Regions from separate parts of the Mus musculus genome. Here regions 2 and 3 are each linked to region 1. Evidence: chromatin contacts called from public HiChIP or PLAC-seq data. All regions are on one chromosome and are shown on one strand. Each heading gives the region's core, a stretch centred on a gene start, on an enhancer-like site or on the middle of the called end of the contact. The rest is flanking DNA. Distances are from core to core; before and after follow the strand shown. Region 1 holds the start of Calm1 (calmodulin 1). Region 2 overlaps Ttc7b (tetratricopeptide repeat domain 7B). Region 3 overlaps Ttc7b (tetratricopeptide repeat domain 7B).

Evidence for each region. HiChIP or PLAC-seq counts read pairs in DNA pulled down with a chosen protein or histone mark.
Region 2: an H3K4me3 HiChIP or PLAC-seq map of bone marrow-derived macrophages shows a contact between it and region 1, with 2.3 times the contacts expected there. The contact joins the enhancer-like site here to the promoter of Calm1 in region 1. A contact is called at or near these places in 4 of 39 promoter capture datasets (the HPC-7 cell line, embryonic stem cells and hippocampal neurons), 4 of 15 datasets of contacts at CTCF or cohesin (CD8 T cells, the NIH/3T3 cell line, large pre-B cells and 1 more), 5 of 484 Hi-C or Micro-C datasets (the G1E-ER4 cell line, the HL-1 cell line, bone marrow-derived macrophages and 1 more), 20 of 115 datasets of contacts at active chromatin or transcription factors (CD8 T cells, VIP interneurons, bone marrow-derived macrophages and 17 more) and 4 of 9 other capture datasets (adipose tissue, liver, macrophages and 1 more).
Region 3: a contact with region 1 is called in an H3K27ac HiChIP or PLAC-seq map of epiblast stem cells. The contact joins the enhancer-like site here to the promoter of Calm1 in region 1. A contact is called at or near these places in 10 of 39 promoter capture datasets (the C10 cell line, the HPC-7 cell line, HPC-7-derived erythroid cells and 5 more), 4 of 15 datasets of contacts at CTCF or cohesin (CD8 T cells, the NIH/3T3 cell line, large pre-B cells and 1 more), 38 of 484 Hi-C or Micro-C datasets (B cells, CD4 T cells, the G1E-ER4 cell line and 27 more), 24 of 115 datasets of contacts at active chromatin or transcription factors (the 230-238 cell line, PVALB interneurons, VIP interneurons and 19 more) and 4 of 9 other capture datasets (adipose tissue, liver, macrophages and 1 more).

Annotation. Positions count from the first base shown.
Region 1 is chr12:100,197,575-100,201,055 of GRCm38.p6, reverse strand. It overlaps Calm1 (calmodulin 1), which reads right to left and starts at 1,621. Exons shown (of 6, transcript NM_009790.5): 1 at 1,340-1,621. The coding sequence starts at 1,342.
Region 2 is chr12:100,379,223-100,382,575 of GRCm38.p6, reverse strand. It overlaps Ttc7b (tetratricopeptide repeat domain 7B), which reads left to right. Exons shown (of 20, transcript NM_001033213.1): 13 at 398-455. Among named protein-coding and RNA genes, the nearest start is that of Gm51958, 31 kb to the right of the region's middle. Within about 2 kb of position 1,720, at least 39 of the 459 cell types and tissues checked have an H3K27ac peak or open chromatin away from gene starts, as enhancers often do. A contact at or near this core is called in bone marrow-derived macrophages and pancreatic islet, where this site is marked.
Region 3 is chr12:100,405,320-100,409,067 of GRCm38.p6, reverse strand. Ttc7b (tetratricopeptide repeat domain 7B) reads left to right here. Exons shown (of 20, transcript NM_001033213.1): 8 at 2,005-2,068. Among named protein-coding and RNA genes, the nearest start is that of Gm51958, 58 kb to the right of the region's middle. Within about 2 kb of position 1,422, at least 24 of the 459 cell types and tissues checked have an H3K27ac peak or open chromatin away from gene starts, as enhancers often do. A contact at or near this core is called in the HPC-7 cell line, VIP interneurons and epiblast stem cells, where this site is marked.

The sequences.
Region 1 (3,481 bases), core at 372-2,871:
CGGGAAAATTCTCTGACTAGAGGCCTGTCAAGTGCATCTACCTTCGGGACAACGACTCCCCCACCTCAACCCCAAGTCATTCTGGCTTTGGGTCAAAGGCGTTCCAGAACCTGCCGAGAACGACCTAGCCACCTTGCCAGGGCTGAAGGTGCTGCTGGTGATGTCAGCTCTGCCTGGCGAGGGAGAAGGGGGCTACGGCACACGCACACGGCCAACCACATATTCGCATCTGGCAATCCAGAGGCGGCAGAGAAAGCGGAAACGTACAGATGGGCATCTCCCTGCCGCCCAGGGAGCAGCGAGAGACAAGGGGCATGCCGGGCGAGGGGCCGCACTAGGGTGAAGACCCAAAGGGGCCCCAGGACCGTGGTGCTGCCTATCTCCAGCACCTCCCACCGCTCCTGCTCCCCCAGGCACTGAGCCTGCCGCCGCCTCCTCCCCAGCAGAAACTTTGCGTCTCTAATGGAAACCGAGGAGCGCGCCAACTCTCTCCTCCCCCGCCCTGCCGCCCCAATTAGCGCGAGCCGAGCACCTCCCGCGGGAAGGGGCCTCCCCGCGGACACGAGCGATCGCGCCCGTCTCGCGCGGCACCGGGAGGGGGACCGAGGTCGCACGGCCCAGCCACGCGCGCGGCCACCCTGCGGGGCCCCGCCCGGGCGCAGGGCGGCCGCTTCCGCCCTCTCCGCCCCCCAGCCTTCGCCTTCCTGCCCCCAACCCCACCCTTCCCCGGCTCCTTCCTTCCCAGCTCACGCCCGCGCCGCGCCCCCCGGGAGGAAGGAGGGGACCGCAAGCGAGGGGGGACTCCCGACTGGGCTGGTCAGGGGGTCTGAAGGTGGCTGAGGACACCCCGAGGCCGCGGTCCAAGCCCTGTACGTCTCCCGGCTCGCCGCGACCCATTCATTCTCCGCGGTCGGGGACTGACTACCGGGACGTCGCGGCCTGCCCCGCCCGGCTCCCCCGCCCCGCTGGCCCCGGCCGAGGCGCTGCGCTGCAGGCAGCCCGGGTGCGGCGCGTTGGATGCAGTGGGTGCGGGGCTGGCGGAGGGGGTGGATGCGGAAGGCCCCGGTGCAGCTGTGGCAGCGGCTCCAGCCCGCGCACAGCCCACTGTAGAGTCCAGCCCCAGAGGCGCCCAAAACTCAGAGGAGGTTCTCTGGCAGCCAGAGCGGAGATGCAAACCCGAAAATACATCCCCTTTCACTGCAGCTGCTGCGTAACACCTGGCAAAATGGGGTAGGGGGTAACCTCAACCAGGAAAAGGGGGAGACCCCAAGACTCAACTACAAATCTGTTCAGAAAGCTCGGGCAGCTGCTACGTCTGCCACTGCCGATCCCAACCTACCATGGTGCGAGCGAAGGAAGGAAGAACGGAGCAGGCGAGGGTGGCTGCACCAGCGCAGGGGCTGTGACCGCCGAGGTGCCTCCGCTTCTGCTGCTGCTAACGCGCTACCTGCGTTGTGCGCTGAGCCTCAGCCGCCGCCCGACTTCGAGTAACGGCACCACGGACACGAGACTCCCAGCACCACTGCCGTAGCGCGAGCCTGTGTGCCGCGATATATATACGGTGCGCGGTATCCCTCCGCCGCGGCAGTACCGCCTCGCGCAGGGCGGCGCTGCGGCAGCCGGACCTCACCGCAAGGCTCCGCCCCCCAGGCGCGCCCGGCGCGGCGGGCCCATTACGCGGGCAGGGGTCACTGGGGAGTCGGAGACCTGAGCGAGGGTGCTGGTCTGTTGCTGCAAGAGTCCTCTAGAGCTGGAATGCCTGCGTAGCGAAATCTGGGGGGCCGTCCCGGGCTTCCAGGCGCGTGTCCGTCACTCAGCCCCACTTCACCTGTGTGTCCCCCCTCCCACCACTCCTGGTGGCTTCGAGGTTGCAGAGCCACCAATCCTGGGTCCCCCACAGGGGAGGACCTGGAGGAGATCTAGGGGCTGAGGACAGCCGCGGGGAGGCGGAATCCAACCTTAGCTGTAGAGGCGAGAGGACTGTGTTGAGGACACGGTGGTTGGCCTTGGGGAAGAAATTGGTCAGATAATGTTACTTTTCTCATTTTGGAGAACTGTCCGAGGCACAGTTAGAAGCTCAGTTGCTAGGTCTGTGTGGTGTTGACACGCTCAACCAGTCTAGTTTTCGTGTTTTTACATACCTACTAAAATTTTAAAGATGCTTGAAGAGTTGTCCCTTGCTAGGTTTGTTCCTTATTTCCTGTGGCAAATTCTATTAGGCCTGCTTCCAAAATTAACGTAGTGAGCGGCTTATGTCGCCCTCAGAGCCCACGCTTTTGAGTTTTTCCTAATTGTCCTGGTCCTGGAAATTCATAAATTGATATATACAAAGAAGGGGAAAGATACACAGGATCACTCTGATTACAGCTGGAACTTGTGCAGCCAATTGATTCTAGTAGGGTGCTCCACTATCTTAATTACAATCTTAATTATAGTCCTTAAATAATGTTTTAACCTTTAAATTTACTATTCTTTGTTCTTCTGTAAACTAGGGTGGGGGTGGGGACAGGGACGACCAAAAACTGTTTCAGGTCTTAGTTTGGAGCCTGGAACTTAAAAGAAGAAGAAGAAAATCTTAACAAAATGCTGCAGTTTCGTTTCTTGCCAAGACAAAGCGCAGAATTTGATCTTTTGTTTGCAAGGCCAGGACAAGCTGCAGGTTGTTTCTTCTTTCAGAAATTGTGGCAAAATGTGTGATTAGCATGCTCCTCTCTGGAAAGACTAGTTACCTTTCTTTTCTGGCTTTGTCAAAGTTTGCAGATAGGTGTTTTAAAAGATTCAAAAATGTCCCTGAACATTGCAAACGCCAGAGGACTTCTTAGGATCACCTCAGACAGTATGTCAGCAGCTGTGGGACTGCGCTTCAATTTGTTCTTCCTAGAATGCTACAGAAAGGGTTAACCTGCTGTTTAAGGAGAAGCTGTAGCAGGCAGCCCCCCCCCCCCAAGGGTACTGCTGGCCCTCTTGCAAATGGTTTAAAAACCATTCACAGTCAGACACATAATATCCCTATGTTCACAGAAAAGAGACTAATAAAAATTCAGTTTAAAGCATAGTCAATAATCCAATGAATTACAGGTCTACATAGCCAAGCTCATTATTATAACTAATGATTACTAAAGGAATTTGGATTTTTTTTTTTTGTCAGACTTCCTAAGGAAGTTAGCTAAGTGCATTTTAACATTTGGTATGCAGTGACAAGGGAGAAATGATGTCCTAAAAATGAAAATATGTTTAATTACTGGGGTCCTTTTGTTTCTGGTAGTCTTCCATCCCTTATAGTTATTTTGGTTACATAGCTACAATCTATGGTTTTGCAAAACCTGTCCAATACTTTCCTGTGTCATTTAACAAATTCACTGAATAAAGTGCTCTGAAACCTTTTCATGACTTTACTTGCTAAGTGCTATTCACCTTAGGATTATCTTAATCATCATAGAACAATTTTCTGTTTGTTTATATTTTACAAATGAGTGCTCTT
Region 2 (3,353 bases), core at 471-2,970, 180 kb before region 1:
CAGTGTGTTCTTCCTGGAGTTCCAAATGATCCAGTCTCCAACCCCACCCCACCCCACCCCACCAGCATACTCCAGGTTTCCTTTTTAACAGAAATGTGCCTGAAAGTAGTGATAACGATAAATTGGATTCACACTCAGAGTGACAGCCTATGTGACACATAGGCCTGAGGAGACCCTGAAACTCACACTGTTTCCTTGATATTGTTCCACAGTGATGTCCACTGGTCATAGACAGAGCAAAGCCTTAGCAATGGGACTGGGCTTCCTGTCCTAACAGTGCCTGCTGCAGTAGGCACTCTGAGCTTGGTACATATAGCATGGCTTTTGTAGTGGGTTTAGTATGGGCACACCCCACCCCAACTTCTCTTGACACCTACTAACAGAACCCTTTTCTCAGCTTCTCTGCGAGGGATGCAGGAGGGCCTGCAGAGGAAGGCACTTCTTGCGTTTCAGAGGTGAGTGGGAGCTCATCTTTTCACTTGCTGTACGTAGTGACAACGGAGCATGAGGAGCGAGAGGGGCAGGGTATTTTTAAAGATTATGTAAACAGTGTTTTGCCTCCGGGAGGATGTCTTGAGCAGCAAACATGAAACCTCAAAGCTAGAAGTAGGGTATCTATCACTCCTTGCCCTGTTTGGCTACACTTTTAATCTGTTTATTCATTTGGGTACTTTTTATTCATTCCTGATAAAAGTGATTTTAACTCAAGAAAGATAAGACACTTTGTCTAGGGAGATCATTCCTTTATTAAAGACATTTGTCATCGCTTTGAAAAGAGGTCCCATTTTTTTTTCCTGGCTTTTTTCTGCATGTCAAGCTGCAGGCTTTTACATTAAGAGTTGAAGAAGCTAGAGATCTGAAAGTCTCTGAAACAGCATCTTAGCAGCCATCTCAAACTCCCCGCCTTACCTCACACCACAATACCTTGGCTTTTATCTCTGTCCTTGTGCCTTTCATGAACACAGAACAAGGCATTGTTATTATAAAAGCTGAGTGTCCCATGCTCCCTTATGTACCTGGGCAGTCAGGAGCAGCAATAATGCCATCACAGTGTGGGGGTGAGGTGCTGGAGGGAACAGAGTCCCATGGACGTAGACCCAGTGAGGAGCTGGGATCTACAGATACTAGGTAGTTTTACCTGTACTTGGTTTTACTCATTGCAGGTATAATAAATCATCCATATTAAATGGGTCCCTGAAAATACAGCCCTGTGAGGTGAAATCTAGAATTGGAATTGATCCTTTGTTTTAAATACATCGAGTTACATTGACTTCTTAAAACCATGTTACCTAGTTACTTCTTTGAACACCTCATGAGCCTTCCCTGTACGGGCCACCTTGTTAGATCATTTCCTCAGAACTGCGTGTGTAGGTCTGTCCTGCCATCCATGTGCATTTTTCGTGCAGTCATTATTGCTTGATTTTGCTACTGGAAAGTGCCCCTGCCTCTGTTTCAGTTTCCAGGCAGGCCTGTCCGTCACTCCTTCCCTTTGCCACTCTGATTCTTGATTAACGACATGAAGCACCAGCCCACATCCACACAGACCCGGTCTCTGGGCTCAGCTTTTGTGATTAGTGTTTCTCAGCCTGAAAGCGTTTCCATTTCGGATGGTTCCAGGTTTTACTTTCTCCAGTTCTTATTTGTCAAACCCACACATGGATGCTTCAGAAAGTGGCCGCCACATCTGTTTCACTTTCCTTAAATCAGCACATCTTACGGGTTCTCTAAAAACAGCCACCGCGGTGGTCTGCCTGGGGCTGCCTGTGTAACTGAGGGTTATGTAACAGCTGTTCTGTCAGCCTGAATTCTTTTCTGTTCCGTTTTTGCTTAAATTCAAAGAGATTTAACGTGTTTGCTCATAAGGTGACTAAGGAGCATAAACTCTCCTAACCTAACTGAGTACATTGTTGAAGGCCAACCTAAGTTACTGTTGTGTGAAATGCAGAATGGTCTTCAAATGCATACAGTGATTTTGATTCAAGTAGACATTGCTGTTTTAAAGAAAAGACTTTAAGTAAATAAGAAAGATTGTACTACTTCTTAAAGGCAAATAGATCATTTAAAATCACTTGGATGAGAAGTATTTTTCGATGCATTTTATATAAGTTTCACCCAAATTTTATATTTTATACTGTTATTTTGTTTCTGATTTTGTTTATTTCTTTTGTTTGAAAAAAAACGTGGTACATTTAAAAGAGGGATAGGGTTGTAAATATAGCGTATGAAAATGAAGTCTTAATCATAACTAGAGCCAGGATTTAGAAAGATTTGTTCTCTGAGGCACTCAAAGGGGCAGTGTCTGAATATATCAGAGTGGTGAAGCTCTATCCAAATATTCCAGATATTGAGATATCAGCTGTTCTTACCTGTAAGTCACCTCAGCCAGTCTGTTGAACAAAAGTATGGTGAAGAAAATGCCATTGTGTGCAGCGTTGTAAGCTCTGGCTTCACTGAACTTTCACATCCTATTGAGAAAAGCAGTCCCAAAGATGTTGACAGCAAGTGTCATGGGTACACTGGTAAACCCTGCTCCTGGGGGAGGTAGTGGCATGACATCATCTGTGTTTGCCACTCAGGGTGGCATGGGATGTGCAGCCTCACTTTGCTGTGGCTCCTCCCCCTAGCTGCTTGTGTGTGTGTGTGTGTGTGTGTGTGTGTGTGTGTGTGTTTATGTTTATGTGTAAAGGATGATAGATTGGGGATGAGCTGTCCCCAGAATGTAGGACTTTCAGTGAGAACCACCAAGCTAAAGATGTGTAAATAGTGTAAGAGCTCTGAGTAAACCATGTGTGCATTCATGAGTTCTGGGCCCATTGTAATCAGAAAGGAGGGGGACTTGGAGAGAAATTAGCCAACCAGGGCAGCGGGGTGATGGTATAAAGACCAAGCCTTGGCATCACACATCCCTCCACTCCATTTCTGCTTCTGTCTCCTTTTCTGGGTGTACTTAGGTAAGGTGCTTGTAGTCGATGCTTCATAAATGGTAGTCATCGTTGCTGTGTGATCTGTGCATTATAAGGCAGGATGAAAACTGACATGCATTACCTAGATTCATGGTTCAGCTCTAGACGCTGTTGGACATGGAATTTAGGAGTTCACTGGATGTGCTGGGGTCTAGTTAGTGGTCTGAGTCATCCGTGTCCCAGCAGCCCAGGATGCCTGTCACCCTTTACTCCGTGATGACCATGGGGGTTCTCCTTGGGAGGTAGGAAGAGCTCCTTAAGGAAGCGCACTTGTATTATTCATCTCCAGTCTCTCTAGAGCCTGATGGTGCTTACTCTTCAGATCATGTACTATAAGTACTACATGATGCAGAGGGATGCATAAATGGATGAATGGGTGGAAGTACATAA
Region 3 (3,748 bases), core at 173-2,672, 210 kb before region 1:
TGCAGCCCTAGAAAAAAAGGAACTGTCAGTGCTTGGAGGGCCTCCCTTCCTCGAGTCCTACAGTTGCGAGATACACGGATGTGAGCTGGCGACATGGCTGGGCTAAGCCTGCAGACCTCCTACAATCAGCTTGTCCCTGTGCCCACTTGGAAGCGGGTCTAATGGTCTGATGGCTCCCTTTGTCCTTTACCCTATCCTTCATACAACGCCCAGTACATCTAGCCCTCCATCTTTTTACTCGCCAGAACTGAGGCCAGGGCACAACAGAGTCTCCCCCTAAAGCACTTGGGCCACGGAGAAAAAAATGTCACAAGAGGAAGGCCCCGACGGTTTTGACTACCCCACCCTCAGCCCCCTGAGCTCTACCTTGTATGAGCAAAGAAGAGAGGAGTGACCAGAAATGGCTCTCAGAAGGCTCAACTGTTGTGAGGGAACATTCCAGCATGGTTTGCAGACCTGTTTCTCTGCGTCTTCCACCTTTTGAACCCAGCCCTAGAGCTTCACAGAGCCCGTCCATCTGTCATACAGGGAGGGCCCAGGAAGTGGAATTAGATGTAGTTAATGCGCTGCTTGTTAGCAACTCTGGTAAAAATAACACAACCTAGCATTTAAGAAGGCTGGATGGCTCAAACGGAATTTGGAGATTATCCGTGGACCGAATTGGCTGGTGTTAAGTCATAATTAGCACGGCTAGGGCTCTCTCTTTTCAATTAGTCTGAACAATACAGGACTAGCTGGCCATTAGAAAAATGATTCAGGCTGCTCGTTTATTTACAAGGTCCCAATTGCGTGTGAGCATGTCCAGGATGTCAGGGGATAATCACAAGTGTTCTGTTTTCTGAAAACCCAGAATACCATAAGCTGACTCTCCACAGAAGTTTCGGCTCCAGGCCCAGAATCCCACTGCCCATTCCAAGGCCAGCCTTGCTGAAGCCCTAGAAACCCCCACAGGCCGCGTTCTGCAGGAGACCGGGCACTGTCCTTCCTGTATTACTTCCAGTATTCTCTGCTGCAGCAGAAAGAGAACAAGGACTTATAATTATCTGGAAAATGTGAAATTTTACCTTTTTAAATAATTGTGAAAAAAATTTTTTTTAAATTTGAGGAGAGGAAATCTCAATTAAATGATTGCTATGTTGTTCCTAGGAAGGTATAAATTCAGTCCGTATTTAGTCATCTTCAAAATAAGCAGTGGTTTGTTTTGGTTTTAGCCAAGTTTATTTTTATTTATTATAAACTCCTTTTCAATTCTCAGGGAAAAAGTTGTTTGGCCCAGAATTTTCCTTGAGAGTCTAGAGCTCTAGAAGGGGGTGGGGTGGTCTTAACTGAGCTTACAGAACCAAGGCCAAGGCTATAGAGGGTGAGGACTGGGGTGCGTTGTGTTCTTATTGTTTCCCAATCCTCAGCAGCAGTGAGTTTAAGAGCTTTTTCTTTTTATCTAAGAGTTTAGAGTTCAGCCAAATACCATGACATAGATTAACAACACAGCTCGTGCGAGCTGCCCCAGAATGAGAGCGTGTTTAAGTTAAGGCAGCTCTCCAATCCCTTCAGTATTAGGAAGCTTGTGCAGGCCCTGCAGCTGCTCCCAACCTCCCCTCTCATCAGAATGACAAAGCAATATGCAATAGTTAGCGGGAGGCAGGTAAGCCGAGCAAGGGAGCCAGTACCTTCGAGAAGGATGCCCTATTATGTCTGCTGTCGTTCTGTATTGATTTCACTTTCTGCCTCTGTAATAGTACATATGTTATATGGGCTTTTAACTTGAGTTTTTATTGTTTTATCTCACCCATCTGCTTGCCATTAAAATGTGTAGCTGAGATGTATTAATTCCACAGATTGCCATAGAAATGAGCAAGCTAATTCAAGTGCCCAGATCACACAGTGTTTTTCCTGGACTCTGTATACAAATGGAGATGCTTTTGGCATTGTGCTTTGCTTGTCGCGGTGTAGCTCTTGTTATTTATTTATTATTGCCATATACCAAAGTTGGTTTTCTCTGTGCAGCATTTTTTGTCCTCAAGAAAATACTGAAGAGGCGTTGCTGTTACTGCTCATTAGTGAATCTATGGTAAGTGGAATGTGATCTTCATTGCCTTTTCCCCAGCCCCAAGCATCCCCTTCTTCTTGTGGCTAGTCCCTCATTATGATGATTTGTGGTCCAGAGAAAAATTTCCAGAAGGAATGCCTACGAGGAGGGAAAAGCAGCAGTGGTTTAAAAAGAAAGATGTCTCTGAATCCCCAGACGGCTAGCATGTTCCTTGGTCACCTTGAGTTCTACAACAGTAGAAAGGGCTCTTGGTTTATCCTCCATCTGCCAAGTGTGATTAGGTATCAGCGCTCCCACGAATAAGGAAACTACAGTGAAAACAGTCCCCCGAGGAAGTTTGTCCAGGTCGAGCACACTATGTGGGGTGTGAAGACAGCACCGAGGTGGGTCCCTTGTGAGCGCATCCACTTCTACTGTCCAGGCAGGAGCTGGGTGGAGCTTTCTAGTGTTCTCACGCTGCCCTCTCCACCTCCTCCTAATCACAACCCTACAGAATCTCAGCCTGTGGGGATGCCCTCTGCCACCTAGGTCTGCTTTTGTCAGGGCTGTGCTGGCCAGACCATCAGGATCCTTTCATATTCACTCTCAGGGTTTGGCCGGCACATTTGACCTATGGTCTAAACTACACACTCGCTCGCTCGGTGACTCGTGGGCTTCTATTCTGTTTAGCACGAGGGAACCCAGGCTTGGCTTGCAGCCTTGGGGACACTGCCGTGACATAGTTAGAACTACTGCAGGCCAGTGGTGTGTGCCTAGCACTTGAGCAGAAGCACGGGCTGCTAGAGGCCCCAGGGGTTTCCTGTTTGATTCCCTCTTCCTGTGGATGAAGACTTGAGGCCAGAGTAAGCAAGGGTATACCTATATACCTAGTGTGTCGGTTCGCTGGCCCTGTGCGAAAATTGTGTGGCTCCCTCCTCAGAGATTTCAGCCCACCCGGCAGAGCAGAAAGGAGAAATAATCTTCAGGAAAGGAAAAGTCACCCTCACCGTGGTGCCGCATCGGAGGCAAGAAATATGCTGAGGTGACTGTGGGTTGAGAGGCAGGAGAGGACCGCTGGGAAGAGGTGGCCAGCACAGGCTAGGGCTTCAGCGTGTGTGACCTTCTTGCCTCAGGTTAAAGCCTGGGGTTCTCTTGTTCTGCATACTGGCCCAACGGTGTTTACAGGGGCAGACTGCTTAAGTTACCACTGCTTTCTACTGGGCCACTGCTGACGCCATTGGGCTCACTTCCTGTCTGGGAAGCAGGTTGTCCTGGGTTCATCTTTCCTTGACCATCAGCTTGTAAGTTGGGCTGGTGTCATTTATATTCTCTGCTCTGCCTTGGCAGGGTCGGAGGAGGCACATGGGGGATAATACTGGCAGTGGCCCAGTGACCGTTTTTTCTTTTTTCCAAGTGAGCAAGACTTACCTGCTGTGTCACTGGTTTGTGGGGGCAGCTCTTGCTGGCCTCCCCACTGTACTGGATGCTTTATAACCTGGCCTTTAATTTCTTCCATACAGATGTGATTGGTCATGGTATTCAATCCCTTTGGTGGACTACTGAATAATTGTGAGATCAGATGCTCCAAATTGAAATTTGAAAAACACGACCACATGTCTACAGCACTTGCTTCTAGTGTGGTATAGATATTGTAGAGTGGTATCTTCAGCTAACCTACTCCTTCACAGAGTGATAGACACAATGATATCAGTGTTGAAACCC